5 separate regions of the Mus musculus genome follow, and all the other regions are linked to region 1. Evidence: chromatin contacts called from public HiChIP or PLAC-seq and promoter capture Hi-C data. All regions are on one chromosome and are shown on one strand. The core of a region is the stretch at or near the end of the contact, and the rest is flanking DNA. Distances in the headings are between cores, read along the strand shown. Region 1 holds the start of Ccdc180 (coiled-coil domain containing 180). Region 2 holds the start of Fbxo10 (F-box protein 10). Region 3 has its middle 24 kb from the start of Frmpd1. Region 4 overlaps Fbxo10 (F-box protein 10). Region 5 holds the start of Frmpd1 (FERM and PDZ domain containing 1).

Region 1 (4,735 bases), core at 926-3,425:
CCAGCACAATGTCTTTTATTTTATTTTAGAAAATATAATTCCATGAATCCAGTTAGTGCTGGTTCCATAGGCAGGGGTATGGGGCCATCCACTGGACCATGGTGAGCCTGTCAGATTCTACCAGAAACTCTCAGAAGTGATAGATGCTTTCAGCAAAGTGTCAGGATACAAAGTTAACATTATAATCAGTCATGATGCTGAATAACAATGGCAAACACACTCAGAAGCAAGGTGGGTGGGATTCCATTCACAGAAGTCTTTGCAAAAGGTACCTTGGAATGTGAAAGAGCCAAAAACTTAAAAAACAAAACAAAACAAAACCTCTGTAAGGAAAACATTAAATCACCAAAGTAAGAGATTGAGGAAGACACTTAGAAAACATGGAAGGATGTTGGATTTTTGCCAAAAGCATTTTCTACAATTGAGATGAACATGTGACCTTTGCCCTTTAATCCCTTTATACAATTTGTAACATTTATTGATCTACTTAGAGTGAGCCATCTTTGTGTCTTGATTGTGGTGAATGGTCTTTTTGATGTATTCTTGAATTCTGTTTGCAAGTATTTTCTTGAGGACTTTTGGACCTATGTTCACTGGGGAGACTGCTCTGCAATTCTCTTATCTTGTTACTTCTTTACCTGGTTTTGGAATCAAGGTAATACCAGCTTCATAAAAAGGGGTTAATGAAGTTCTTTACTTTTTTGTTTGATGGACTACTGGGATGAGGCCTGAAGCCAGTTCTTTTTTTTTTCTTTTCTTTCCTCTTTCTTTCTTTCTTTTAATTTTTATTTATTTATTTTTTTGGTTTTTCAAGACAGGTTTTCTTTTCAAGACAGCTCTGGCTGTCCTGGAACTCACTCTGTAGACCAGGCTGGCCTCGAACTCAGAAATCCACCTGCCTCTGCCTCCCAAGTGCTGGGATTAAAGGCGTGCGCCACCACGCCCGGTTAGAAGGGAAAATCCACCAGGGCTCCAGTCCTCCTGGACGTTAGTTGGGAAATTTGATTAAATTACTGCTTGTTATAGGTCACGTGCTACTATGGCCAGCTCCCAGGTAGCTGTAACTGCTGGAGCTGAAGGGAAGGGACAAGTTTCTGATGTTAGAAGCTCAAGCCAGCAGCCTTTCCTGGGGTGAGAAAGGGCAGAGACTGAAAACCTCAAAAACAGAACAGAACAGAAAACAAACAAGAGTAAAAAAAAAAAAAGATTCCTGTTTTGAAAAACAAAACAAAACAAAACATATTTTTCATCCCCTCTATAGGTCACCTTCAGGCTTTCTTTTCTTTTCAGCTAAAATGAATCCTGTCTTTATTTTACTTCACCCTGGACCAAACAATGAGTCTAAAAGGGTTTTGTATTCATCTCTTTGTCATTCGCCTCTGTCAAAGAATGAGAGTAGCGTTTTCAGTCAACACTCCTGAGTTCCTGATGCTGCAGCCAGCTTCAGAAGACCACTCACTCTCAGATGTCAGTGTGGGAAGGGCTTGCCAGCAGGTCTGTTCCCCGACTGCTGCCACTGCAGGCCTTCTCTGGAAAGGAGAAGGGTGGCCCACCATACATGAGAAACTAGCTCAGTGGTTTTCAGCCTTCCTAATGCTGCAATCCTTTAATGCAGTTCCTCACATTGTGGTGATTCACAACCATCAAACTATTTTTGTTACTACTTCCTAACTGTAACTTTGCTACTGTTGTGAATCAGAACGAAAACATTTTTGAGTACAGGTTTGTCAAAGGGTTACGATCCATGGGCCGAAAACCACTGCTCTTAGTGGTCTAGTGCACACGGTTCTCATTAAGGCCAGGCAGGTCTTAAGCCTTGAATTCTGAGCCTTCCAACTTACTTTAAAGTGGGAAAGATCTTATTTCTTTCAGTGTCTTTCAGATTCTTACAGGCAAGGGCCACTTTGTGCTGCCTGCCTGCACAGGTTGATTTTAACCCGTGCAACAATGAGAGACTGGATTCCTTGACCACAACAGTCAAGATCTGCACAGGCTTTCTAACCTCCTACTAGCTTTTGGGAACTTTTAAAGGGCGCTCCAAGGACCCAACATTAAAAAGAAGTGGTGAGTTTCACTACTCCACGTGGGCCTCTGCTGTTGCTGAGTGACCTGGCTCCCTGAGAAGGAAGTGTGCTCAGGGACGGCCACGCCCCCTCGTGTTGCCCCATCCCTCGCGTTGCCTAGGAAACCACAGCGTCCTGCTGCAGTTGCTGGCTTCAGGGTGAATCTGAACTTCAGATGCGGGAGCCTCCAGGCTTGGGTAAGGACCTCAAAATTGCTGGGCTTGGGGGACAGCGGGCTGATTGAGCAGATAGGAAGATGGGCGTGTCGCAAACAGTAGGCATAGGCCAGAATCAAACTGCTCCTTCCCTTTGCAACACTCCCCTATTTCTCCCGGAGGATGTGACTAGGGTTCCAGTCCCATCTGACATCTGAGGCAGATTGACGGTCCCTAGAAGAGCTCTAGTGGAGCGCAGACAATAATCCTGCCCTTTCCAGAAAGTGCCTGTGGGATTTACACCCTGGGCGCTGGCGAAGACCCACTCTCTGTCTCTCCCCCTCCTGCTCCCCCGCCCCCCCCCCACCTAATTTTGTTTGAAATCTAAGTTTCCCCTTAAACAAGGTGTCCTGTGGGATCTAGTGCTGTCTTTAGGCTGGAGGTCCTAGCAAGAGGGTCCCAGCCTCTGAGTAAAAACTAAGACCAAGTCCCAAGTGTATTTCCAGAACGAAGAGGAATTGGGCCAGCAGTCAAGATGTCGCCAGTGGGAAAGGTGTCCCAAGTACAGAATGGCAAAGTCTACCAGCAGATCTTCCAGGCCCAGGTAGGTGTCCTGCTGGCCTTTGCTCCCTTTCCCTCCCCTGGTCTCCCCACAAACTTTCCTGGTCCTTTCTAATTTTTCTTTGTTCTGAGAGTTTCCCTGTCTAAGATCCATTTTATTTTTTTTTTTTATTGAGAATAGATTTTTTCATACAGTAATATTCTGATTTCAATCCCCACCCCATCTTCTCCCAGATTTCCCCCCAATAAGCCGATTTTTAAAAAACAGTTCTCTTTGACAATTACTTTGATTTTTTTTTTTAAATTGCTATTGGGTGTATTATAGAAGAACATTGGGGCATTTGGTCTCAAAATTAAAAACTTAATTTTGGTTAAAAATATTTTTAATCGAAATTATTCAGAATTAGTCTGAATTAACCATCTGTGCCTGATTCTTTTTTTTTTTTTAAGATTTATTTATTATATTTATATGAGTACACTGTAGCTGTTTTCAGACACACCAGAAGAGGGCATCAGATTTTATTACAGATGGTTGAGAGCCACCATGTGGTTGCTGGGAATTGAACTCATGACCTCTGGAAGAGCAGTCGGTGCTCTTAACCGCTGATCTGTGTCTGATTCTTTTGGAGAGCATAAAAGCAGTTCTTATTTTTCTGCTTAAAAGGTGAGTCTTGGCCAGGCATGGTAGCTCATGCCTTCAGTTCCAGCACTTGGGAGGCAGGGGCAGGTGTATCTCTGTGTGTCTATGTAGCAAGCCAGATAGACTCTGTTTCAAAAAACCGATGGTAGTGGTGGTGGTGATGGTGGTGGTGGTGGTGGTGATGGTGATGGTGGTGGTATTAGTGGTGGTGGTGGTGGTGGAGGTGATGGTGGAGGTGGTGATGGTGGTGGTGGTGGTGGAGGTGGTGGTGGTGGAGGTGATGGTGGTGGTATTAGTGGTGGTGGTGGTGGTGGAGGTGGTGGTGGTGGAGGTGATGGTGGTGGTAGTGGTGATGGTGGTGGTGGTGGTGATGATGGTTCTTTTTCTGTACTAGGGTTTTGAATCTCCCTTTTCTCCTTGGCAATCTCTCAGAACTCATGTCCATAGCCAGGGGTATTCACACACCTCCCTGGGACCCAGTGTCAGCCTCAGTAGAAGACTTGTCTGGTACCCAGTGTCTGCCCCCATAGAGGACTTGTCTGGTAACCAAAGTAAAAGGCTTTACTGGCCATGGCTATTGTAAAGATTGTTATCCCTTCTTGAATGTACCTTGCAGATCCAAGAGACCTACAAGCTTCAAATCTAGTGTACTGTTATTGAAGTGGCATTCTTATTCATTTGAGCCATAAATCATCCTGCCTGTGTAACCTTCAAAAATAATAAAGGAATAGAGAAACCAGAGAACTCAAATTACTCATACCATTCAGCTCCTTATATATAGCAAGATATTATTCTCAACCTTCCGTTGTTCTCCCATGTATTTTAAAATTTGAAACCACGCTGTAATTTGGGTTGTCTTTTTTTTTTCCCAAAAAAAAGAGGGGGTGACTTTGTTAAATGTACTGGAAGGGACAGAAGGTCTAGCAGTATCCAAACTATCCTGCCTATAATTTTTAATTTATGTTTTAAAATGAGATTTATATTTATTTTGCGTGTTTGAGTGTTGAGCCTGTCTCTGTGTGTGTGTGTGTGTGTGTGTGTGTGTGTGTGTGTGTGTGTGTGCGTGCGCGCTCGCGCTCATGGCTGGTGCTCTAGAAGGCAAGCAGGGCATTGTGAGCCACGCCGCTGATGAGAAAATGGAGCTCTGGTCCCCTGTAAGAACAGCATGTACTCCTGATTCTGGAGCCGGCTCTTGAGCCCTGCAATTTGTGTTTTAATTGCTATGTTTAATGATACACTATTGGGTAATGGTTTCCTTGCCATAAGACATTTGTGGTCATTTCTGTCTCTAGTAAGCAACTACCCTTCCATCAAAG
Region 2 (4,464 bases), core at 1,127-3,626, 810 kb before region 1:
CCCCCACCCCCCCCCCCAAAAAAAGAGAGGCGGCTCATCCATTAATGGAAACTCAGGGCACGAATGCTACTGTGCTATGTGGTAATCCCTCTGTGACTGCGGCCCATTAAAGGAATACGTTTCTCTCTCATCTCCTTTGAAAAGCAGGTGAGGCATTCTTGTTGCCCAGGACACTGTCTGTCTGCCTCTGCGAGCTCAGGCTGATTCACCATCTGCATCTTTCCAGAGGTCCACGGACCTGACCCTCGCACCTGACGATACCCTTAGTCTTATACCACAGCTCCGCATCTGCATCATCACCACCATCATCACCACCACCACTGCTGCCACCATTATCACCACCACCAATGGGATGGGCCAAAAAAGGATTCTACATTCTCCCATGTCTATCTTTATTTCATTGGCTCTCATTCCCATCCCATCCCTCTTCACACTGTCACTTGTTGAAGAGCAGGAGGAAAGGAGGAAATAAGAAAAGGGAGAATATGTCTGCACTGCAACTGGAAAAAGAAAAAAAAAAAAAAACGAAACAAGCCAGAACGACAGACGAGTGACTGGTGGTTGGCCACACAGCTCAATAGCTACCGGTGCCATCATGTAAACGTAATTCCCCTGATAACCATGGAAACCAAAATGAAGGCACCGTGTTGAGGGCTGCTCTCTTTAGATATCTAAAAACAATAAGAGGCCAGAGACCAGAGAGACAAAGAAATCCAGGCATTCCAAGCCAGAGGAAATCCTTTCCTAAAAGCTCTGACAAAGTGTGCCATTTTCTCCCGTCTCCAAATCTCAGCAAGCTTCCACCAGGACTGGAGACCTGACAGGGATCATGAAACAATTCAAGCCTCTCCTGTGTGCTGGTCTCCTGGGGCCAGATGCTATGAGGCCAGCTCTCTGGGAGCTGAAAGCTTATTGTTATCATAAAACATACCGCAAACCAGCAGAGGGGCACAGACACACACAGACATGGACTCACGTGAGCACACGCGCGCGCGCACACACACACACACACACCTGTGTGTGCACATACAGACTTTTATATAACTAACATAGCTAGCTATGCAAACAGCTCCATGGGGGCAGACACCATTGTCTGGATCTTGTTGCCAGAATAAACGAACAGTTGAGTTAGAACATAGGCAAGCTCAAGCATTCTTTCTACTACCCAAGGCCAACAGTGTTGATGGCTGAGCAAAATCAAAGTCCTGGCCTCGTTCTTGGTCTAGCTTCTCTGTGTGCAGGAGACGGCTGGATTCCATGGGCTCCTAGGCATCTTCCAGTAGACAGTCAATCACCCTACTGTATTTTTTTTTTTTTTTTTTTTTTTTTTGTGATAGCACATGCCTGACAGTTTTCTTTCCCCTCAGAGGGAATCTGATACCCATCTGCTCAAGTAAATTAGCGTTCCCATCCTGCCTGACTCATTCGGTAGGAACAACAGGTTCACATGCCAATATGAAACAGAAGGCAAAGGGGGCCTGGGAAAGGGGAGAGGGCTCCTCAGCCAAAACGACACATTTTTCAGAATCACATTCACAGAGGACGGTGTGCTTACTGCGAGAAAGACGTCTATCATGGACTCCTAGATTGCTATTTTAACAATGCTCACACGGAGAGTGCTCTCTAAGGAGTCCTCAACGTTTCCTGCTTAATCCTCACAGCAACCTCGGGCCGAAGAATTCATCTCTACTTTTATTTATTTATTTTTTTTTTCCATTTTTTATTAGGTATTTAGCTCATTTACATCATCTCTACTTTTAACAGAAGCACCACCGACGTGGCTCAAGGTTGCCTGGCTAGTGGGTGGTGGATGGAACTAACACCAACTCCGGAGTTCTGGCTCTCCAAACGGCTCTGCCATCAGTGCAGGAGGGAGGCCGGGCAGGGGGTCGTCCCCTCTTCCTTCAAAGATTTGCGGAAACCGAGTCTCCGCGACTTGTTAAAACCAGACCCACTGGGTGCGCGACTGCACGCTCTCTCCTGCATCCCAGGTGAAGGCTAGCAAACCGCAAAATCGCATTCATTCTCTCAGACACTTGCAAAGCCCTGGGGCTGGAGGCGACCGCGGGTGGGTCCGGGGTGGGGGCGGACGGGGGCACAGCTCTCCCGGAGCTCCGGCAGCCGAGGCCCCCCACCTCCCGCAGTGCCCCCAGGCCCGGTCCCCGCACCCCAGCCAAACGCTGGGCCCACGGAGGGACCGAGCGGCCGGTGAGCCTGGAGCATCCGCGGGCTCCCGAGAAGCCTCCTTCCTGCGCCTCTTACCTCAGGGAGCGGCGCTGCCCGGCCGCGGCCGCGACGCCCTGGAAGCCGCAGGGCTGCCGGAGGACTGCGGCGCTCGGCCACAGCGGGGTCCGACTTCGCCGCGAGCCCCGCCCCCGGTGGCTGTCACGTGACGCGGGTGTAGGGCTGGCCTGCGAGCGCGCGCGGCCGTGAGACTGGAAGGAGGGCGGGGCGAGCGGGGCTCGGCGATGGAGGGCGAGCGTGGCCTCCGAAGGGGTGGGAACAGCATCGTGGGCGGGAACTGCCGGAGGCTCCTAGGGGCCTGGAAGCGGGCGGATCCTTCCCATCACCACTATAGCCTAACAGCACCCTGGGCTCCGTGCATATGAGCACATAGGAGCTGGAGTCACCCTGAGCCCAGCTAGAAGTCAGGAAGGACTTGGGGCCATGGGTGGGTTGTGTGGAAAACGTTTGGCACAACGCAAATGATGTGTGTAGTACCTGTTGCACCAACTACTAGTTATGGGCCCAAGAGAACAAAGCGGTGGTGGCTCCTGTTCTGAAATCCACTCTGTGGCGGAGAGGATAAACCGGAAAAGCTGTTTAAGTCCATATGTATTTAAAATTATATGAAGTACATGAAAAGAGCTCTTTGGTTGAAAACTAGGGTTTGAGGAATGTGATGACCTCATGAGAGTAGCTATGTGAAAGAGGCCAGAGAAAGCTCCTGCGCTGAGGGAGACAAGACGACTCCTAAGAAAAAATATTTTTTTTGTAGATTTTTTTTACTTTTATGCGTATTTTATGCACCTGATTTATGTGCACACAGGGGGCCCTGGAAGCCAGAAGAGGGAGCCGGAGCCCTTGGAACTTGAATATAGACAGTTGTGAGCCACCAAGTGGATCCTTTGCAAGAGCAATAAACCTCCTGACTAGTAAGCTGTCTCTCCAACCCTGTATCCCACCATCCCGAGGTCTTAGATAAAAGGGTATTAGAGGTCATCAGTATTTCATAAGCCATGATAAAGGAAGCCATTGAAGGGGGAGAATGCAGGTGTTCGATACTCTGTGCTGAGAAGACAAGAGAAGTAGAGACTGGCCTGAAGTACTGGAAGTGGATATGGGGGCACACACACGGATCTGAGACAGTTTTGCAGTAAAGTCAAATTTGGGGGGGGTGTTGTTTTATGCAGTGGTTAAGGCAAATTCAGGGTCTTGCACATGCTGAGCAAGTGCTACCCCCCTGTACCCCCTGTACCCCCCTACATCCCAGCCTTCAACGATTCATTTGTTTAAACCCCAAACAAAACACCTAGACCCAAACCCAACAATTGAATGCTGACCGAGAGCTGTTCAGCAAGCACACAGATGTAGTGGAAAGGCCATGCTTAGACGTCGCTTACGTTTGGCAAACCGATCGCACGTCTAATCCTTTGAAAAGTGGCCCATTGTATGAAACCAGCAGGCTGAATATGAATTTCAATACCCAATTAAAAGCCTGAGTTCCTGGATTTGTGCTATCAAACATTATTGTTTGTGTTGGCATTTCTCTAAAAAGGTTAGGACATTCAAAGGACAACAATGGGGCCCGTCTAACACAGCATGCTGTCTGTCTTCTTCATCTGTCCAAAGGTGCCACGGGGGCGGGGGGATTTTATTTCTTGTATAAACATTTAAACGTCAAGACAGTGGCGTTTTATTTAAGATTTACTTATTTTTATTTTATGCGTAAGTGTGCTTTGGCTACATGCATGTCTGTGCACAAGAACAGTATTTGTAAGCGACTGGTTGCTCCTCTCTTCTTACCCTCATCTGTCTGGCGCAGGCCTCCATCCCACCATGTGTGTAATGCTCTTGTCTCTTGACTTCTCTACTTCATTTGACTGGAGTGGGCTTGCTCACCTTAGCAGCCTGGCATGTCATTCGTATTTATAGCAAATGAACGAGGGCACATACAGTCTCCACGGCCATGTAGACTTTTGCTTTATAGAGAGATTAGACTCAGGCAGAGTCATTTGGCCACAGGTAACCCAACAGCTATCATCCTTTTCGGCTGCCTGCGGGTCTCAGCTCTCTTCCTACCTTACGGGGGGTCTTCAATGATGAGCTTGTTGAGAACCAAACCAGGTATTTTGTTATGGAAGTTGAAACTCTAGATCGGTTCTGTCTTCCCACTTAACTCTAATTGTACAAATAAACATTCCCTGTGCAGAACTGAGGCCTACATGTTATGTAACAGCTCCA
Region 3 (4,437 bases), core at 682-3,181, 730 kb before region 1:
ACCACGTGGCCAGCAGGGTGAGAAGAGTGCTCTTTGCTTCCTTCTGGTTCCCGACCTGCCGAGATTAGGTGGTGTCTTTACCTAGAGCAGATACAGTTTTGTCTGGTTTTGAACTTTGCTAAATGAAATAGCTATGTGCTCTGTGCTGATTAGTTGTGGTCAACAAACTTGAGTTCTCAGGAAATAGGGAACTGCGATTGAGCGAATGTCTCCATCAGATCAGATCAGTCTGTGAGCGTTTTCTTGGTTGTTTATTGATGTGGAAGGACCCAGTCCACTGTGTTCAGAGCCACCTACCCCTGGACAGGCGGTCCTGGGTTCTGTCAGAAAGCAGCCGAGAGAGCCAGGAGGAGCAGGCTAGAGAGCAGCACTCGGCTTCTGCCTCAGCTCCTGCCTCTAGGTTCCTTCATGAGTTCCACCCCTGGCTTCCTTTCATGATTGACCCCATGTAACCTGTGAGCTAAACAATCTCTCTCTTCCAGGAATGGTGTTTATCATAGATAGCAACAGAAAAGCGGGGCAAGACATGCACTTTGTATTGTTTATTATTATTACTACTACTACTGTCATTATTATTAGTAGTACTATTATCTTGATGTACATAATTAAAGGGTACAGTATAATTCAGTGTATGTATACAGTCTATAATGAGAAAATAAGTGTAGTTAGCATTTCCCTATTCTTAAACATTAAAACAATTAACAAATACATTGCCATTGCCATATATTTTATTTTTGTTTAACCTTTTATTGTGAATTATACACCATATAGAAAGCTACCTGCACATAATAGGTTAATGAGTTCTATGAGAGTATTTATGCCCCGGCTTAGAAGTAGAATGCATCAAGCCAACTCAGAAGCCCCTCCCTCACCCTGCTGTCACCTCCACTCCAGTCTTCCTCCTTCTTCTCCTCCTTTTCCTCCTTCCACCCCACCCCCACCCCCTGCCGTGTATGGGTGTTTTGCCCACATGTATGCTTGTATAATGTGTGTTTGGTGCCTTTGGAGGCCACAGAAGGGTATCAAATCCCTAGAACTAGAGTTGTAGTTGTGTGTTTCCATGTGGGTACTAGGACTTGAACCCGGGTCCTCTGGAAGAGCATCCAGTGTTCTTAACCACTGAGCCATCTCTCCAGCCCTCAACTTCATTTCTTTAAAAGTATTCTACTGAGTTCTTTTCTCTTTGTGGAATATTTTTTTGTTTGTTTGTTTTTGTTTTTGTTTTTGTTTTTTTGAGGCAGGTTCTCATTCTGTAGGTCAGAATAGTTTAGAATCCACTATATGCCTCAAGCTTGTCTCGAACTCATGGCAACTCTCTTGCTTTAGCCTGTTGCATTCTAGGCTCTGGGCATGAGCCACTATTGGCTGGCTCCTCTCATTTTAGAGATCATTCTTCGTGTTTCTTTATAATCTTATTACCCAATTCTATATCCCGTGTGTGTGTGTGTGTGTGAGAGAGAGAGAGAGAGAGAGAGAGAGTGTGTGTGTGTATCTATCTATCTATCTATCTATCTATCTCTATCTCTATCTCTATCTCTCTATCTCTCTATCTATCGCTATCTCTATCTAGCTATCTATCTATCTCTATCTATCTATCTATCTATAAATTGCATGTGTATATATGTATATACATACACTCTATTGTATGTAGTATGTGTATAAATAAAATTAAAGAAGAGGTAATACATTTGAGAGGTAATGAGGGACAACACAAGAGAAGTTAGAGGTAGAGGGAAGGGTGGAAATGATATAAATATAGTATTCATGTTTGAAATTCACCCGACATTGAAAATGTTGATTATGTCATTCCAATCGTGTCTCCTCACTCCTTTAAGGATGTGCGTGTCTCTCTGTGGCAACTGTAGAGGTTGGAAGGGACCCCCTGGAGCTAGAGTTATAGGCAGTTAGTTATAGTTGGTCCATGGGGTGGGCACTAGGACCCAAACTCGGTTTGCAGAAGAGCAGCAAGGGAGCCACTCACTTAGCCACCGAGTCAGCCCTCCCTCCGTTCCTTTCTCTTTCTCTTAATTTGTTGGAAAAACTGAACCATTTGAACCGTGTTTTTCCAATCTCCTGGCTTTCCTGGTTTCACTCCCACGACCCAGTTAAAGGCGCCCCCTCTCCCACTCTGTTTCCTGCAAAATTGGCAGCTGGACCCAGAAGCTTTGTTGGACTTGGGTTTAGTCTGATGGTGTCATTCCAAGCTCAGTGGAGGTTTCACGGTGGAAAATAGATAACATTCGGCTGCCTTTCCCCATGATGTCAACAGCTGCTGCTAGCTCTCAGTATCAGGTCTTTAGCTCAGTATCAGTTACAGAATGGCACTGGTCTGGTGGGACATTTCCTTTCCGTTACTAGCTGGGACAGTTGGGCCAGGAGATAGTTCCCTCTCTTATTATTATGCTTTGTCAGATGAGGTCAATGGGACACTAGGACTACATTCTACCAGCTGACAAGGGCTGAATACACGGGGCACTCTCCATCCACACGGTCAGTGATATCACAGTGGGAAGCTCCTCCCTCAGCCAGGGGACACCCAAGGCTTGGGACATGCTAGGCACAAAGAGCTCTCCTAATCTCTGCCAAGCTACACTACCAGCACCCACATTGGTAGCTTAAAATTGGTCACAGCAGTAGTGTTTGCACCATAGAAATGGGCGAATAACACAGCCTAGCCTTCTTCCCCCAAGAAGGCCAGTTGTTAAACAGTGGCACACAACCAGGGCTAGGCCACACAGGAACAGCAGGATGATACTCACTCTTTTCCTCTACAAATCTCTCAAGGCGATGGAGCTGCTCCCTAGGATCCTGCAAGGCGATGACGCAGGATTTTCCTTATGTCATCGTGAATTCTCATATCTAAACATACCAGGAGCATGTCACTCCTGGTTTCTCCTTGTCTCTGTTGTGGATCTGACAGTCTCGTCTTTGGCTAGTGTGTGGGTCTGGTATCTGCAGCTTTGGAGACTTCTCTGGGTTTGTGATTAATTTGAACTTATAGTCACTGTCTTACTCTTATCTTTAATTCTTCCTGAGTTTTTCCTTTTTCTTTTGCATGCGTGTTACGTGTGTAAGTGTTCATGTGCGTGCCTCCATATGTTTGTGCAAACCAGCAGAGGCCAGAGGTTGACGTCATCTGCTTCTTCCATCACTTTTGAGACTGGGTCTTTCTCTAAGAGTACACTGACTGGGCAAGATTGGCTGCCCATGAACTCCAGGATCCCCCTGTCTCTACCTCCCCAGCACTGGGACTGCATATATACATCAGCATCCTTGGCTTTTTATCTAGGTTTATGTCAGGCACTTTACCAACTGAGCCAACTCTCCGGTCCCATGTCATACCTGTTTTAAAGTCTTCTTGTCTTATTTTGACCCAATAAATTATTTTTCATCTTTTAGACTTTTAAATTTTACTATTACTATTGTTGTTGTTACTACGTATGTGAAAGAGAGTGTTTATCCCACAGTGTGCACAACAAGGTAGCGCTGGTGTTAATCCTTGCCTTCTACCTTATTTTTAGTAAACACAACTCTGAGTCAGATTTACGATAGCTCCCTGGAGAAGAGATGGGTAACAAGTGAGGAAACTACCAGAAGTTGTTCTCTTCAGCCAAGCATTAAAGATCTATATCAGGGTAGTAGAGTCTGATAGACGGACCATAAATCATAGTTCAGTGGTGTAACTGATGATAATTCCTGACTGACTATATCAGGTAAGGAGATGAGGCAGTCGAGGAGTTCTGGGCACCCAAATTTGAATAAAGCTGGATACAACATGGTTTTATCGGGGCCAGTCTTGCTGTCAGTGGTATAAGGCCAGGCACCGCCACTGTTGCTCGTGTAGGAGAGGAGGCAACATGACAGAGCCCCTTTCCGACCTCTGCTTGCCTAGGAGAGGGGGCCTCGATGTTAGACGTCTGAGCTCGATAGATTTGGTCACAGCAGTAGTGTTTGCATCATAGAAATGGACAAATAACACAGCCTAGCCTTCTTCCCCAAGAAAGCCAATTGTTAAACAGCAGCATACAATCAGGGCCACACGGGAACCGCAGGATAAATAGGCAGGAGGAAACCTAAGACTTTCTGTGCCTCATCAAAGGCATCGTCACTTGAAAACATGAAAGCCTGGCTAAATACCTAGTGGTCTCCTCTCCACTCACTCCAGATCTGTTTCCCAGCCACTTCCTCCCACTGTTCACACCCCATCTCCCCGAGGCATATGTGCTAATGCCAGAATGCCTGATAAAAGCACAGCTCTAACTCTATCTTCCATCTGTGAAAACCTTTGGGGATTCATTCATTCATTCACTCATTCATTTGTTCATCCATCCATTCATTCGTAATTCATCCATTAAGAAAACCGATTGTGGACTGGAGAGATGGCTCAGAGGTTAAGAGCACTGGTTGTTCTTCCTAGAGGTCCTGAGTTCAATTCCC
Region 4 (4,713 bases), core at 50-2,549, 840 kb before region 1:
CCAGCTGTGATAGCATAGTAAGACTGTCTACCAAAGTAAAACAGAACAGGACAGGTTTGTGGGCAGGAAGGGCAGACACTCTGAGTAAGGTACCATGCCCACTGTCTTTTTTTTTTTCTAAAGATTTATTTATTATTATATGTAAGTACACTGTAGCTGTCTTCAGACATATCAGAGGAGGGCATCAGATCTCATTACGGATGGTTGTGAGCCACCACGTGGTTGCTGGGATTTGAACTCAGGACCTTAGGAAGAGCAGTCAGTGTTCTTAACTGCTGAGCCATCTCTCCAGCTCCCAAGCCCTCTGTCTTATGTTAGGGTTACTATTGCTGTGATGAAACACCTGACAAAAGCAAGTTGGGAAGAAAGGGTTTATTTGACTTACACTTCCCCCACCATAGTCCATCATAGTAGAAAACCAGGACAGAAAGTCAAACAGGAAAGGAGCCTGGAGACAGGAGCTGATGCAGAGGCCATGGAAGGGTTACTACCTTGCTCCCCTTGGCTTGATCAACCTGCTTTCTTACAGAACCCAGTAGCCTAAACCAGGGCTGGCACCACCCAGAATGGGCTGGACCCTCCCTTGTCGATCACGAATTAAGAAAATGCCTTAAAGACCTGCATTCAGCCCAGCCTTATGGAGGCTCTCAGTCATCTGATGACTCTAGCTTGTGCCAAGTTGAGAAAACTAGCTAGCACACTTGTCCTGGACTAGTTTTCCAAGGAATTGTCTTAAATAGTGGGGTAAAGGCAACACACCCCAGGACCCTTAGGGAAAAGGAGACTGAGAAAACAAAAGCCAGCTCTACCCCTGGGTATAGCAGTTGGCTGACAGAGAGAGACTGGACACCCTTCCCCACTTTGGCTTCATTCAACAGAATATGCTCAAGAAAAGCCCCATCCTACACAAATATGGGAGAGACAGTGCTATGCAAATGACCTATAAAGAGTCATATGGCCATGGAGTATACACATTTTATTTTCAACAATGTGTCTCTGGTCCCATTCTTTGTTGTGCAACACAGGAACCTGAAGACTTTAACGGATGCCTCTGGGATATTTAGGTGACAGGTGACAGGTGGTCTAAGACTCAGGTTCTGCCTTTGACTTGGGGGTAGTGGGAAGAAACTCAGCTTTGGCCCAGACCATGAGCTAGGAGTGAGAAAGATCACTGACAGATCTCCCCAAGGACCCAGGGACATAATACCTGCCCAGACCAAGGAGGAAGCACAGCGCTGGAGAACTGTGTCACTGCCAGGCTTTCCTGCACAGCTTGACAAATACCAGTCATGTACAGTAGAGGGAGACTGAATGCTGAGAGAGGGGCCGCTCAGAGGAGCAGGCCCAAAGAGAAGATCCAGACAGAATAGTAGCAGAAGGCAAAGATGAGGGAAACAGGCTAATCACAATGCCACCATCATCTATACCAGCTCAATTCCTGCCAGGTCTGACCCCTGAACGACAACAGGGGAGTGCCCATTTCTAAACCCAGTGCACCTAACTTCCAGCTAGGAATTACAACCCACACAAAAACACCAGGCTTCTTGGAGCCCCAAGCAACCAGGCTGCTTCTGTCAGCTGGGATATTTTAGGACCTGGGAAGTAGGAGCCCTCTGGCCAGAGATCAAGACCTTGACCCTCACCTAAGGAAGTTGCCCAGCAAGCTCCACACTCCCACCTACATAAAACCCTGGCTTGTGTTCATGACACTTAGTACTCATAATGGCGACTTCCAAACGCATGTTATTTTTTTTTTCCCTTATTGTCAGAATCCCTGAAAATCAGTTGCCAGGTTCTTTGCTAGAAGCTAACCACCACGCGTTTCTGGCCACATAACTCCTGCCAAACATCTCCTGGGGCAGCTGTCCAATATGGCTACAGTTCAGGCTGTACAAGTTCTTGTTGGTCCTTGTTGGCCTGCATGATGACAGTCCCCATGTGCACCCAGCGTGTGAGCACACACCTTTCCACGTTCCAGCCTGAGAAGACGGCAGCTCTGCTGAGTGTCAATGTTCTAAACCAGCATGCCCAGGGCTAAGCTTATCTCTCTTCCCACGGTAACCTCCATGTTTCCTCCACTGCCTCATGCACTCAGGCTAGAGACCGAAGCCTCAAGGTCCTGATTATTCCCCGCCCTGGCCCTTCTCTCCCAGGTTGCCCTGTGCTCTCCTCTCCATCCCTGGGACCTCAGACTGAGCTTTCTGAGGCAGATCTGACCATGAGAGCTCTCTGTGCTTCTTAGTCACGTTCCAGAATCTCACCCTCTGCAGCCCCACTGACCGCTCCCCAACTCCTCCTGCCTTTATCCCCCCCACTATGGCTGCTGAGGACCTCACAACTCCCTGTGTGTGCTGTGCCCTCTCTGACTCCAGGTCCTCTCACCTCTTGTACTGGGAGTCTTCACCTGCCAACTCTTATTCCTCCTGCATGGTTTGAGCCAAGGGCATTACTTTAGGAGACTGTCCTGGCTCCTTGGTCAGGTGCCCTCATTTATGGGTTCGTGTGCCATACCCTTGGCACATCTATCAGAGAACCTCTCGGGTAGACTGTCATCACCTTTACTAAGCGCCTGCTATACACCAGATGTACTATGAAGCTCCTCTTCCCTTCCCTTCCCTCTGCCCCCCACACCCACCCCAGATTAAGGTCTGGATTCCTATCTTAATCTGGACTTGAATTTGTGATATACCTTAACCTCCTGAGTGCTTGACTTACAGGCATATACCATCATGACCAACCTAGTACTTCCATATGGAACCTTTGCTAATCACCTTCACCACCCCTTAAAGAGCCATGGGCAGGGCAGCAGAGGCAGAAGTTTGCTCAACAGCCATGCCTATGATAACTGTGTGAAGAGAAAAATCCTCTGCAGGGACCAGACCTGACCCTTTCACTGTGGTGCCCACATAAATACCCACATACTTTACTAAGTAGCCTCCTTCCATGTTGTTTCCTTCTGAGACAAGGTTTCACTAGCCCAGGCTGGCCTGAGCTTTGTAGTGATCCTCCTGCATCAGCCTCTCATGTACAAAGATTCTTGATAGGCACCACCATGCTAGGCCTCTTCCTTTAAAAAAAAATTCTATTTTCTGCTTACAATATCGTATAGTCTTGTGTTTTCATGATAACAGCACCTAAAATTGTCCTTAGAAATGGTCCTGGAAGCTGAGTGTGGTGGCACACACTTTTAACTTTTAATCCCAGCACTCGGGAGCCAGACAGATCTCAGCTGGGTTCAAGGCCAGTGTGGTCTACAAAGCAAGTTTCAACACCACAGGGCTCTGTTACATGGAGAAGCCCTGGAAGAACCAAAACCAACAAACAAACAAACACAAACAAACAAAAAAGTGGGCATGTTATATACAATTAAATACAACTGTAGTTAACCATTCTAGATGCCTTGAAGACCCACAGCAGTCTCTGCAATGCCTATTAGCTTACTGAGCACTTCTGCTACAGTCAAGGCACCAGGCCCTCAGACCTCAGTGAGAGAAGCCACACTGGACACTCTCTCGCGGTTTAGAAGTACAGGTAACTACAGGGAATGATGGAGAGCTGAGACCCAAGGCCATGGTAGTGCTATGCTCTCTTCTGCAAGGCCTGCTCGCCCTTCAGAGCCCTCTGTGGCACCAACCGTGATGGATATGGGGATTGTTTCATAGCACTCAGTATGACTTCTCCTGCAAGAGAGTAATTTCATCAGCGGCTGAGGAGCTCTCTCTGTGCGATGCCCACCTTTTTAGACTCTGGGCAACATGGCTCCTGATTACTACCTATAGCTCTGTCTTTAAAAAAAATTAAGATTTATTTTCCTCTATGTGTATGAGTATTTTTACCTGTATATATATATGTGTGTGTACTTGCCTGTTGCCCATGGGGTTCAGAAGAGGGCTTTGGATCCCCTGGAACTGGAGTTACAGATGGTTGTGAGCCACCATGTAGGTGCTGAAAACCAAACCTGGGTCCCCTGGAAGAGCAACAATGCTCTTAACTTCTGAGCCATCTCCCCAGTCCCACAGCCTCTAAATGTGTTCCAGCTGCGTGGGTGACTCAGCCTCGCAAACAGCTCAGTGTGGGATGTACTTGCTTCTAGGATGCACCCTCTTTTCCAACCATGTATGCTCTGCCTGCCCTGTACCCTCTATTCACCCTCAGCTCAGACACCAGCTTCTGCAGAAACCCTTCTCAACTATCCCACTGGAGTCTAAAATGAAGGCAGTGATCATGTCTTTCTTCTAAGCACACCTACGTAACAGGTAAGAGAAGCAGAATGACACACGTGAGTCGGGGTACAAGACCTGGGTTCTGTCTCCAACTTGCTCAGTGACCCCAAGTAAGACTCTTTCCCGCTCTGGGTCTCTATTTTTTTTTCTGGGAAATGGGAAGAGATTTGTCTTATCCAAGTCAGATGATGGAAAGGAAAAATCTTTTAAAAATGCAAATAGCTCATCACACCCTTTCCACACACAGCCACAGGAGCCCTCTCAAAAGCAAGGCTCAGGCTCTTGGCAGTGACCACCCAGTGAGGCCTCAGTCTAGAGTATCAGTCCCTGGGGCAGTACCTTGCTATTGTGTATACACCGCACCGCGTAAGTCAGGTTCCGAAAGACGTTTCCTTCCATCTTGGCACGGCCATAAGAGCAGACGAAGACGCCGCCCTTCCCATCCCGGAAGAGGCACTTGCGGATAAGGCAGCCCTGCACAGAGCTGGCT
Region 5 (4,261 bases), core at 156-2,655, 710 kb before region 1:
AAAGCTGACTTTATACCCACCATGCTTCTGTATCTTCCGTTTCTTCCCACTTCCCCCAGTGGTGCTAACCCTGGGTCCTACTACTGGAGGCTAGGGACCTGGTGGGTGCTGGAGTTTCTGTCTTCATCAGGCCAAGGGCTGACCTGTTGCTTTGCCCACTTGTCACTGGATTAAGGATCTTGTCTGTGCTCATTTGATTCCCAGAGTGGTCTAATTTGATAATCTGGTGGCAACAAGATTGCCACCTTCTATCCTTAAAACTCCTCCTCCCATGATAGCTAAGGATAGCACGGAATACTGACCAGGAACTGCCTCCTCTAACTCTTCAATTCTGCTCCCTTTCTGCTCCTGTTTCAGTGAAAGCTGCGATATCCTGAGAGCTTTGTTCTGGTCCTCTGGAATGCTTTCCCACACTCTAGTTGGCCAACTCCAGTTGTTGTTCAGAGGCACCCCCTTCAGTAGGCGGGATGGTGCTACGGGCACCGGATCAGCACTTTATTCAATCGGCTAGACTGTACTAGGAAACAGTACCAGGTTTTTCTGGAGGCCACTTCTCCAGTGTCTAGCACAGCGTAAGCCTGGGGGTGTAGCTATTCCATCTTAAGAGACTTGCATGGGGAAAGAGGTGGTAGAATTGTAACATGGGAACTGGGTTACTCGGCTTGGGGGGTGGGGGCGGGGATCAGAAGGGGCATGGGTGCAGAGCCCCAGGGTATCTCAGTAGTTTAAGGCTTCTAGATCTTCCGAGCCCCCTCCCCCAGAACAGAAGGATTGGGGGACTATGACTTCTCAGGGCAGAGACGGGGTAGTGGTCAACAGTGCCTAAAGTGAGCCCACTCTCTTCCACTGCCCTCAGCAGGAGAGACTGGGGAGGCAAGGACTGGGAGACAAGGGAAGTATAAAGATCCTCTGTGTTCCCCAGGGTCTCCTACCGCGGGGTAAGAAAGCTGGGAAGCCAGAGCTTAGAAGGGGGGTCATTCCGAGTTCCAGCTTAGGCTGCTGGCCTGGGTGACCTTGGGGTGTCCCTTTCCCCTCCCAGCCTCAGTGTTCCCGTGGGGACGCTGCGTATCCCCCGGCGGGTGAGTTGGGGAAGGCCAGCCGAGGCAGGGCCTGGGTGGGAGCAGGACCGCCCACTGCGACGGCCCAGGACCTCAGGAGCCCGCGTGGGCGGTGCGTGGGGCTCCTCCCCCGGGGCGGGGGTCGCGGCGCCGGCAGCTGGTGGCCCCGCAGCTGCAGCCTCAGCACCTGCCGCCGCCAGACGGCGCGGGCGCAGCCGGGCCCGGCCTCTCCCCCCTCGGGCTGCAGCCGCGGCGCGGGAGGCGGAGCCGGAGCCGAGCCGGAGCCCAAGCCGAGCCGCTGCCCGAGCCCGGCCGGCTACCGTGGCCGCCGCTGGGCGGGGCGCCCCAGCTACTGCTCCCGCCGGCTCCGCGTGCACGCGGGCGGCGCCTCCTCCTCAGGTAAGGGCGAGGCCCCCCGCGCCGCCGCAAAGTTTTGGGGATACCTGGATCCCCACAGCCCAGGCCTGCGTCTCTGGGAGCTGCTCCTTGGCTTCTTCCGCGCCGCCCTCCACGCTGCGCTCCCGGGTGACCCGCTCCACTCCTCGTGTCCCCTCTCCCGGCGTCCGTGGCGTGGCCGCCAGCTTGCTTGGGACCTGCAACGGTTAACTCTGTGCATGGGATCCGTGTGCCTTAAGTTTCCGAGGTCTGCACGGTGTAGTTGTGGGAGGAGCGACCAGCCGCGAGGCAGCCCTGGGTTCAGGTGCGGCCGCAGCCAGCGCCAACTTTCTGAGTGACCTCAGATGAGCCCTGCCTGTCCGGTCTCCACTGCCATACCTGCACCAGAGTGGGTTGAGCTGTTCGCCCGGACGATCGGCTGAAGCGTCACGCTTGTATTGCTCTGTTTTGAGTGGGGGGGGGGGTGCCCGAGAGTGTGTCAGCTCCAGAGCTCATGGGGAGTGGAGAGGAATGTTGAAGACCTACAGAAGTCTGTATTGGTGGGGAGGGACAGGTCGCGTCCCTAACCCGCAGCAGCCTTGACTGAGCTTAAGGATGGGTGTGGCAATGGCCTCTGGAAATGGAGTAGCTGCAAGGGCTAGGTGTCCCAGAGCCATCCTGGCTGTGTGACCTTGGGCAAGTCCACATTTTGAGGCTGGTTTTGGTGCCTCTAAGGTAGGGTGAAAGTAGTGAGATGTTCTTTGAGGTCAGTTACTATAAAACTCTACAGAAGGGGAGTCTCTGAGCTCTGGTTTGCAGGGTCAGTTTGGGTGGAGCCATTAATCCATCAAGAATCTATCCAGCACTTACAAATTGGTGTTTGGAAAAAATAAAGGAAGCATTTGGGGTTTGCTCTAGGAGTCTCAAAATAGACATGGCAAGGGTTGGTGAGAGCGCGCCTTGCTTACTCCGGTGCATTGGCCGTCATAAAATATTCAACGACATAATGATTTGTTTTCAAAGTGGCTTATAGATCAGGAAATGTTTCTGTTTGTGAGGTGGTTATTTATTTATTTATTATTTTTTTGCCAAAACCTCTCAAAATTGAGGGGGGAAGATAATGCCCTGTTGTAGGGCCCTGAAGGAGGCTAGTGGATGCTTAATTCCAGTCTAAGGGGAGGCTGAGATGTTTTACAGTTCTGGTTATGGAGACTCGCTCTAAATCAGGAGTCCTCCGGTGGGTGTTGCGTGTCCATGTCCATGGGGCTGCAGAGGCCCACAGTTCAGAAAAGACGTGTCTTGACTTCCGGGATAGGTGAATTCTGGTGTAGCCGGAGCGAAGTTGAGAACGAGATACCTGAGCGTGTGTGATAGAAGGTGAGATTTGTCCCACTGCCCAGTATCTTGTGCTGCAATTAGTGCGCCCCAGTGAGAAACATCTCGTGGAAGCAGTTTTGTTTGATTTCCTTCCTAGACATGCTGGTTTTCGGTTTCAGGCTTTCGGAAGTCAGAAGTCTGGGGAGAGGGAGTTTTGTGACAGGGTGGGGTTGTGATACCTGCGTTTGCCTTTCCCAAGTGCCACTTGGAATTGGAGGCTCACTTGGCCCTGCCCCCAGAGGCATTCAAACACAAGCGTGACTCTCTTCATCATCTAGTGCTTGGTTCTCATGGAAAGAGATGAGGAAAACTACTGACAGGGTTCTCTGCTGCGTGGGCTAAGGGTCTCAGGAGGAGTAGAGACTTAGACCATGGGGCTTCTGGTCATCCCTTGGGGCTTGTGCAAACTGTGAATTCCAGCTGGAGAATTGGAGGAGCTGCCCCCCAGGAAGGTAGAAGGAAGGCAAGGGTCTCAGCAGGGAGGTCATTTTCATGGAAAGGAACTGGATGACCACTGGCTAGTAAAGTTCAGGTCAGCAAGGAGCATGGAATCCAGTGGAAGTGCAGAGCAGGCAGAGCCCTCTGAGAGCAGAAGATAGGCAGAAGTGCCTTGGTCTCCGCTTGGGATTTGGGTCCTCTGAGTTTCACTCTTCTCATTTATCAAAGGAAATTAAAGATAATTGTCAATGCACAAGATAGATCATAGGTAGAAGCGTCTATCATGGTGTTTGTATATAATAGGCATTTGGTCAGAATTGGATCCCTCTGTAGTGTGTTCATGGGCAGCGAGTTCGGTGTGTTGCTGTGCACTCGTGGAATATAAAAATGGTGTCTTTGTCTTAGTTTCTGCCTTGACTTAGAACCTTCCTACCAGGGCTGTGACAGCATGTTCATTCTCAGGGAACCTCCTGGTCCCAGAGATGGGCACTTGTTATCTGGAGGGGGCTCCAATCTGATACGGACATGAACAGCTTCCAGTGTCCTGTAAATACTAAACGTGGTGGAGGTTGCAGATGGGTTAAATCAGAAGCCTCGATCCCTGCCTCCCACAAGCTTATCACTGTGTGCTCAAGGACCCAGGCAGAAGGATTTGACAGCCAGTTATAAACATGTCAACTTTGTCCGTATACACTGGGAACTGGGCCGTGGCTCCCTTCTGCTTTTGTGTAGGATGCTGAACGTTCACAGTGGTCAGAGAAGAACAGGACAAACAGTGAGAAATAGCACTCACCACTTTATGTCTCTGCTTAGCACAACACAGCCTCTGTGCACTCCCTCCCTGTGCACTCAGCAGTTATTCACAGGATGGCTACCGGGAGCCAGAGGGTTATTCTAGGAATACAAAAGGCAAGATCTCTGTCTTGTTGAGGTTTATATTCTGGCTAGAGAAACAGACGAAAACAACTAAATACATAAATAAGGCAATTGCAGGTTATGCTGGGAAGGAGATA

What was found. Promoter capture Hi-C pulls out the DNA fragments that hold promoters and counts their contacts. HiChIP or PLAC-seq counts read pairs in DNA pulled down with a chosen protein or histone mark.
Region 2: a contact with region 1 is called in a promoter capture Hi-C map of liver, with 3 times the contacts expected there. The contact joins the promoter of Fbxo10 here to the promoter of Ccdc180 in region 1. A contact is called at or near these places in 6 of 39 promoter capture datasets (cranial neural crest, embryonic stem cells, hippocampal neurons and 2 more), 3 of 115 datasets of contacts at active chromatin or transcription factors (embryonic forebrain, forebrain and stem cell-derived neural progenitor cells) and 1 of 9 other capture datasets (liver).
Region 3: a contact with region 1 is called in a promoter capture Hi-C map of hippocampal neurons, with 3 times the contacts expected there. The contact joins the enhancer-like site here to the promoter of Ccdc180 in region 1. A contact is called at or near these places in 6 of 39 promoter capture datasets (cranial neural crest, embryonic stem cells, hippocampal neurons and 3 more) and 1 of 115 datasets of contacts at active chromatin or transcription factors (embryonic basal ganglia).
Region 4: a contact with region 1 is called in a promoter capture Hi-C map of hippocampal neurons, with 4 times the contacts expected there. The contact joins the enhancer-like site here to the promoter of Ccdc180 in region 1. A contact is called at or near these places in 4 of 39 promoter capture datasets (cranial neural crest, hippocampal neurons, liver and 1 more), 1 of 115 datasets of contacts at active chromatin or transcription factors (embryonic basal ganglia) and 1 of 9 other capture datasets (embryonic stem cells).
Region 5: a contact with region 1 is called in an H3K4me3 HiChIP or PLAC-seq map of embryonic hindbrain, with 4 times the contacts expected there. The contact joins the promoter of Frmpd1 here to the promoter of Ccdc180 in region 1. A contact is called at or near these places in 5 of 39 promoter capture datasets (the C10 cell line, embryonic stem cells, frontonasal cranial neural crest and 2 more) and 2 of 115 datasets of contacts at active chromatin or transcription factors (embryonic basal ganglia and embryonic hindbrain).

The regions. Positions count from the first base shown.
Region 1 is chr4:45,888,128-45,892,862 of GRCm38.p6, forward strand. It overlaps Ccdc180 (coiled-coil domain containing 180), which reads left to right and starts at 2,176. Exons shown (of 38, transcript NM_198660.2): 1 at 2,176-2,260; 2 at 2,725-2,822. The coding sequence starts at 2,239.
Region 2 is chr4:45,082,228-45,086,691 of GRCm38.p6, forward strand. It overlaps Fbxo10 (F-box protein 10), which reads right to left and starts at 2,377. Exons shown (of 11, transcript NM_001024142.1): 1 at 2,263-2,377.
Region 3 is chr4:45,158,695-45,163,131 of GRCm38.p6, forward strand. No RefSeq gene overlaps it. Among named protein-coding and RNA genes, the nearest start is that of Frmpd1, 24 kb to the right of the region's middle. Within about 2 kb of position 1,932, at least 9 of the 459 cell types and tissues checked have an H3K27ac peak or open chromatin away from gene starts, as enhancers often do. A contact at or near this core is called in hippocampal neurons, where this site is marked.
Region 4 is chr4:45,053,767-45,058,479 of GRCm38.p6, forward strand. Fbxo10 (F-box protein 10) reads right to left here. Exons shown (of 11, transcript NM_001024142.1): 3 at 4,563-4,713. Gm30939 (a long non-coding RNA gene) reads left to right here. Exons shown (of 4, transcript XR_003955391.1): 2 at 4,094-4,256. Among named protein-coding and RNA genes, the nearest start is that of Gm30939, 11 kb to the left of the region's middle. Within about 2 kb of position 1,300, at least 9 of the 459 cell types and tissues checked have an H3K27ac peak or open chromatin away from gene starts, as enhancers often do. A contact at or near this core is called in hippocampal neurons, where this site is marked.
Region 5 is chr4:45,183,501-45,187,761 of GRCm38.p6, forward strand. It overlaps Frmpd1 (FERM and PDZ domain containing 1), which reads left to right and starts at 1,406. Exons shown (of 16, transcript NM_001081172.2): 1 at 1,406-1,457.